Regions from separate parts of the Mus musculus genome. Here region 2 is linked to region 1. The links are chromatin contacts, called in public HiChIP or PLAC-seq maps. All regions are on one chromosome and are shown on one strand. Each heading gives the region's core, a stretch centred on a gene start, on an enhancer-like site or on the middle of the called end of the contact. The rest is flanking DNA. Distances are from core to core; before and after follow the strand shown.

Region 1 (3,493 bases), core at 714-3,213:
ACAGTGTCGCTTATTCACAGTGGCCACACTTGTGGAAGTTGCGCAGTGCCTGCCGAGTGCTTTTAAAAAGTGCCCTCTTACGTTGCTTAAAAAATAAATCTCAGGGGTTGCTGAGATGGCTCAGCAGATAAGAGCACTGACTGCTCTTCCGAAGGTCCTACGTTCAAATTCCAGCAACCACATGGTGGCTCACAACTATCCATAATGAAATCGGATGCCCTCTTCTGGTGTGTCTGAAGACAGCTACAATGTACTTACATATAACAATAAATAAATCTTTAAAAAAAATAAAAATAACAAAAAATAAATAAATCTCAATGCTAACCCCTGCCTCTACGCTGACTTGTCTCATTAAAAATGTATCCACCACTAAAGGCTGCCACCATGGAAATCCATGTGTAAGGGAGCTGGGACTCAGCACTGGGTGTCTCAGCAAAGCTAATGCTATGGATCTCTCTGACACACTGAAGGTTAGTAATCGGTTCTCCCTGTGCAATATGGGTACAAAGGACATCCTACATTTTTTTTCCTTCTTCTTTTCTTAGGCAGGGTTTTACACAGCCCTGGCTGTCCATGAACTCAGCAAAGGATGACAGAGGACATCCTATCCTCTTGTCTCCATCTTCCTAAGGATTGAGGTTGTATGGTGCTGGAGACTGGACAGAGACAATGCTGTCAGCCAACTGGTCTACCAACTGAGCAATCCCCAGAGTTTAACAGTTTAACATAACAGGTTTGGTTTGGTGTGCATCTCTCTCTCTCTCTCTCTCTCTCTCTCTCTCTCTCTCTTTGTGTGTGTGTGTGTGTGTGTGTGTGTGCATATGTGTTTTAAAAAAGCAAGAATATTTCCATGAAAGTAACTACGAGATACTCAAATACTATATTACTATGTTACAGGCATTTCAAAAAACATTTCCCTAAATTCTATACACACATCTAAATTTATTACTAGAATTTCCAACCTAGGGACTGGAGGCATACCAGCTCAGCTGGTAAAGAGCTTGCTCTGTAAGCATAGAAACTTGAGTTCATGTCACCAGCACTCACATAAAAGCCTAAAGCAGTATTGGGCACCTGTATTCCCAGCACTGGTTAGTGGATCTGAGGGCCTTGCTGACTAGCCAGCCCAGAGATCTCTATGTGTTCCATTTTCAATAAGAGAATCTTGTCTCAAAAAATAAGGAAAAGTCTGAGAGAAAAAAGCTTTCCATGTATCTCTGGTCTATATATACATGTTCTCTCTGTCTCTCTCTGTCTCTCTCTGTCTCTCTGTCTCTGTCTGTCTCTCTGTCTCTGTCTTTGTCTCTCTGTCTCTCAGTCTCTGTCTCTGTCTCTCTGTCTCTCTCTCTCTCACACACACACACCCAGTATCCCATGTATAAAAATGCATGCACTCACAGATACACATAAAGACTTTTCATTCTAAGATATTAAAAAAATACTTCCTATGTGAGATGCTATCTATTTATATCTATATGGTAATCAAATTTATATGGTAGATCAAACCTTTTCTTCTCACTTATGTTATGCCTATCTGTGCAGAATTTCCTAATGATAGAAAATGTTCTCTGGGAAAATGTTGTGGGAGGGGAATCCAGGCCTGGAGGGCCTCTAGGAAGGAGTGTGGAGTAATAAGGGCTCCGTGGGCATGCCTTACATTCTAGTGTGTAAGTACAAGAATGGCCTCAGTTTCACCCAGAAGAAGTGACTTTGCATAACAATAGGTTAAAAGACAAAGTAGGTATAGACTTATGAAAAAAAAAAATCCCAGCCAAATCTCAGAGGAGACTACACAAAAGAAGAGAAAGAAACCCCCAAAGTACTTGATTTTCCCTGGCCATCACAGAGAATAAGGAACAAGGATTTGAAGCCTCCTCAAGAGACACTCACAGTCATGAGGGAAGCCCGCTTCTCCCTGGCTCCTGCCTGTGCATCCAAGGGCCTAATTTGCTTCTACACAATGGGGTAAAGGAGAACAATAGTGAATTCAGAGGACTGCTCACATGTCTAGTGAGATGATGACTATATACAGGGGCTGCCAGTTACCACAGCTGGACACTAGATCCCCGACTGGGGCAGCTAGCGCTGACCTCGCTATCAGTCTGGGGTACACTTTGTTCCTGGTGGATGCTGGATGCTTTCCCTCAGCTGCAGGAGGAAGTGGAAACTTTTAAGAACTTGTCTGACACTCCGGAATATTCCAAATGGGTGAAGGGGGCGTGCTGTGAAGCTTACCCATTGCTTGGTCCACAGAGTGGAGTTAGATGTCAAGCTTTATACATACAGAACAAATATCTATGGTCTGGCTAAGACTCAAGCATGCTGGCCTCAAGATCAAAAGATCACACCGCAGTCCTTGGTAGTTGGGTACCCCAAATTCTGCTCATGTTTCAGAATCAATTTTACTGGTTGAGCCCAACAGGCCCCTGACCTTCTACATTGTTAGTTCATCACTGATCAAAAAAAAAGCAAGTTTAAATAAAGTTTCTCTCAGAGATTTCCCCAGCTTTGGATCCTATGACTCAATGTTTCCATTTTTCTCAACACTTATCTGTCTCACACCACAGTTCAAAGAAGTGACCTCAAAATGTCCTGTGGAGGAACTGATTATTCCGGGAAAGGAGCCACTAAGCACTGGGGCTCCCACATTCTGGTGACAATAATGGCAGTGTGTCTGTCTCCATTATACAGACAGAAGCCTCTGGTTATCCAGGTTGACCAATGCAAGTACAGTATAAGTCCTACCCAAATCCACGAGTCTCTCGGCCTGCTCTCAGAAATCTAACAAAACAGGCTCTCAGAAAATGCTTACTAAAATGATGTGGCTTTAGGAGTACTTCCTCAGGGCTGGAGAGTTGGTGAAGAGCACTTGTGTTCTTAGGAAAGACCTGAGATCAGTTCCTGGCACCCACACAGAGGTCCACAACCACCTGGAACTCCTGTCCCAGGGAATCTGATGCCCTCTTCTGTCCTCCATGGGCACCAGACACGGGCATATACACAGGCATATAGGCAAAACACTCATACACATAAAAAATAAAATAAGGCTTTTGAAGAGGAGGAGGAGGAGGAGGAGGAAGAGGGAAAAAGAGGAGGAGGAAGAGGAGGAGGGGGAGGGGGAGGAGGAGGAGGAGGAGGGGGGAGGGGGAGGAGGAGGAGGAGGAGGAGGAGGGGAGAGGGAGGAGGAGGAGGAGGGGAGAGGGAGGAGGAGGAAAGGATTACTTCTGCTACCTACTTGGTAGATTTTTGGCTAACCCAACAGCTACATATAAATTAAATTACAAATCTAAGGAGGGGCATAGTGTCCACACTTCAGTCTTCATTCTCCTTGAGTTTCATGTGTTTAGCAAATTATATCTTATATCTTGGGTATCCTAGGTTTGGGGCTAATATCCACTTATCAGTGAATACATATTGTGTGAGTTTCTTTGTGAATGTGTTACCTCACTCAGGATGATGCCCTCCAGGTCCATCCATTTGGCTAGGAATTTCA
Region 2 (3,493 bases), core at 344-2,843, 71 kb after region 1:
CCTCCAACCCAAATCAGGCAATTAGTTTCTAGAGAAAGTGGCATAGTGGGGTTGCTATCCAGGAGCTCAAAACCTATTCCCACAAATGCACATCAAAGTCATCTCAAAGCAAATATGTCGAGAACACGGGTTTTCAAAGGAACAAATTCCAGAGTGGAGACACAAAGTGCGGGCACAGCTTCTATGGCCAGGAAACACAAACACACACACACACACACACACACACATACACACACACGAGGCATGCTCGCACACAAGCACACATGCACCAAAGTAGCAGACAAGAAAGGAACATGAAAATATGAAGACTGAGGCCAGTAGTCTGGTAGAAAGGAAAGCTGGTCAATCTATGTCTCTAAAATGAAACTCATTTCAATGCAGTCGCCACTACATACAGCAGGTTCAAAGGGACAAGCTGGACACAGGAGCACCGTGGGACCCACCCCCGGGTTAGCTTGTGTCATGGGATGAGGCTGCTGTGATGAGGTGACTTGATGGACTCCAGGACAGTTCCCCTTGACCCTTCCTGAGCTCCCTTCATCACGAATTTTTTGGAAAGCCCAGAGAGGCCCATTGCTAGGTATTCTGTGTAACTGTCTCTGCGTGGGCCCTTCCAAGTGGCGCCATGTACTGTTCTTCCTGCCTTCCCTAGTCCTTTGTACGTCCTTTTAATAAAAACAGGGTAATTAGACATCATGAAGCCCAGAGGAGGAGGTGTAAGGTTTGGCTCATGGCAGGAACCTAAGAACTAAAATACAAACAAACAGAATTGAATATATGAGAGTTTATAAAGAAATGAGAATATATCAGGAACAAGGGAATGTACGAATAGTAAGCACTATCAACCTCATTTTACTAAGGGTCCACTCACACACCATGATTAGTGCTGTGGTCTAAACGTGTGTAACCCCTCCCCCTCCCAGGCACTCGCACGCCAAAGCCTTTACTCCCAGTGTGATATTTATAGGTGGGCCTTTGGGTGATAATTAAGGCTGGCTTTGACAATGGGGTAGGGTGTTGAGGATGAGCCCAGTGTCTTGACTGAAATGAAAGACAGAGTATCTCTCTCCTAAGCATCCAGCCAGGTAAGTAGAAAGAGATGGTAGATACAAAGTCTGTAGGCACCTTGGTTTCGGACTCTCCATCAGCCTGTGGGAAATGACTGTACTGTCGTTTTGTTACAGCAGCCCAGAGTGCTGGCACAGAAAGCTGCCTGCTTTAAGTCCTCATGATTTCCTAGCTGCGTAAACGTGGCTGCTTCCATATAGCAGAGGAAACAGAACCCCCAACAAACGGAAGCTGTGCTCCAGAGCCACCTGCTGCGGAGCCATGCATGAGGCATACATACGCTGGAAGCTTGCACATACAGCAGCAGCCAGAGCCACAACTCCAGAACTTAGGATGTCCTCCTCACGTCCTTGACACCAGCCAAGGTGATTTACACGCACACGTCACACTTGTTTTTACAACACCCTTCTGAGTTAAGAACTATATCTTGCCGATAACAAAAGCAAAGCTTCAAAGGAGCACCGTGCCTACAGGGGTTGGCGCCAATACATGGCAGCAACACTCAGACCAGACAGGAGGCTGGGTGACCTTGCAGCCGCTGCTCTCAGCCACACAGAAGCCTGCCCTGTGCGTGAGTCTCTACTGCTATCATACACTGCAACCCAGACTGCAGAAGTCAGTGCTTACACAAAGACAGTGTGAGCCGGCCAGTTCTGACTCCAGGCACTTGGGCCCAGGCTTAATGGGCAGTTGCTGTTCTGGCCAGGCTCCCCAGAGACAGCTCTGTGACGCTGCCCAAGCCAGCATGCTCCAAGACCTCAGCTGTCTGAGACATATAGATGAACCCAAGTGACACAGGTAAGTTGAGAGTCCAGCCAGGAGAAAGTACCCCTGCTGACCATGAGGCCACATGAAGGAAATGTGTACTGAGTTCTACCTACAGGGGGATGGGATGTATAATAAAAATAATCTACTCTCACACATCATCAGATATGACTCAGCTTACCAAAATGTGTCTCACAGTTAGGCTACCGTACACCCTAAGAAATGAATTGTGAGCTTTACCATTAATAGAAAGAGTAAGGTTTTAATGGAAAACTGCAAATAGTGTCAATCGTATTATTCAATTTATCTCCACAGTAATGCTAAAACAGAGAATATATCATACGAAGCTATGAAACTATTAGTGCTTCATTAAAAATATATGATTAAAAAATCACAAGATGAAGTAAATCTAGGCTTATTTCTCTCTTTTTTAAAATTTTTATTTATTTATTTACTTATTTTATGCACATGAGTACACTGTTGCTGTCCTCGGACACACCAGAAGAGGGCATCATATCCCATTACAGATGGTTGTGAGCCACCATGTGGTTGCTGGGAATTGAACTCAGGACCTCTGGAAGAACAGTCGGGTGCTCTTGACCGTTGAGCCATCTCTCCAGCCCCGGCTTATTTCTCTTAACAACATATTTGATTTTTAGTTATGCGTCTCTATGTAAGTGGATGTGGGTTTGTGCAAATGAGCACAGGCACCTATAGAGGCCAGAAGTGGGAGTCAGATTTCCTGGAGCCGGAGTTACAGGTGTGTAAGCCACCCGGTGTGGGTGCTGGGAGCCAAACTGGGGTCCTGCACAAGAACAGTAGGCTCTGAACTCTTCAGCCAACTCTCCAGTCCCCCATGCAGACCTACTTCTAACTTGGAGCATCAAGGTTTTAGAATTATTAGTCTGCTAGCACTTTCTTCGGTCATTTTGAACTTCTGACAAAAATCTGTATGTTGCTACAGCTTCCCTGAGGATGTGTGTGTTCTCAACAAATAAAACTGGGCAAGTACTGCTAATAAAATAAAGCCAGTATTCTCACGTATTGGCCTCTCCAAAAGACGAGTTTAGTATTTGTATTATCAATGTGACTTAATGGCTTTGTGTACATGTTCACGGGTGCCAAAAGAAATTGGAAAGAGCGTCAGAAAACTGATTAAAATGGTCCCTTGTATCCAGTGCCTTTTTAAGGTGAATCCTTTATCTTCAATTACAGATATTCCATTCAAATGGAACAAGAATTTCAGTGGATTTTGATGTAATCTCACTTAGGTTTTAAAATCACTCACTGTTTCAGGCAATATGGTGCCTGCCTCATCATCTTCATTTAAGAATGAATTGCTTTTTCCATTACAGCCTCTCTCATCTGAGGTGTTTTGCTCTGCTTTTCAAAATTGTATTGGAATGAGACTTGTAGGCAAGTTGTCAAAGTTGGAAGCAATTTTCAAAATGAAAGAAAAAGAAAACGGAAAAAAAAAACCCACATATCTTCTGGATACATTATTTTCAGGGTGCGCCACTAAAACCATTAACCTAACTCTGCATACTCCAATTTTAACCATCCAGGCAGAATATGCATTAAGATGTTCACTGTAGTATAATTCTCAAAGCTGTTCTAACATAAATCTGTTAATCTGGGAGAATCTGTCTCCCCCTTACTT

The links. HiChIP or PLAC-seq counts read pairs in DNA pulled down with a chosen protein or histone mark.
Region 2: an H3K27ac HiChIP or PLAC-seq map of heart atrium shows a contact between it and region 1, with 5 read pairs. The contact joins two enhancer-like sites. A contact is called at or near these places in 3 of 484 Hi-C or Micro-C datasets (embryonic fibroblasts, embryonic stem cells and nephron progenitors), 2 of 115 datasets of contacts at active chromatin or transcription factors (heart atrium and neural progenitor cells) and 1 of 9 other capture datasets (pancreatic islet).

What each region holds. Positions count from the first base shown.
Region 1 is chr13:103,012,763-103,016,255 of GRCm38.p6, forward strand. The region is part of intron 4 of Mast4 (microtubule associated serine/threonine kinase family member 4); the gene reads right to left. Among named protein-coding and RNA genes, the nearest start is that of Gm30050, 83 kb to the right of the region's middle. Within about 2 kb of position 1,964, at least 32 of the 459 cell types and tissues checked have an H3K27ac peak or open chromatin away from gene starts, as enhancers often do. A contact at or near this core is called in heart atrium, where this site is marked.
Region 2 is chr13:103,084,313-103,087,805 of GRCm38.p6, forward strand. All of the region lies in intron 3 of Mast4 (microtubule associated serine/threonine kinase family member 4), which reads right to left. Among named protein-coding and RNA genes, the nearest start is that of Gm30050, 11 kb to the right of the region's middle. Within about 2 kb of position 1,594, at least 12 of the 459 cell types and tissues checked have an H3K27ac peak or open chromatin away from gene starts, as enhancers often do. A contact at or near this core is called in heart atrium, where this site is marked.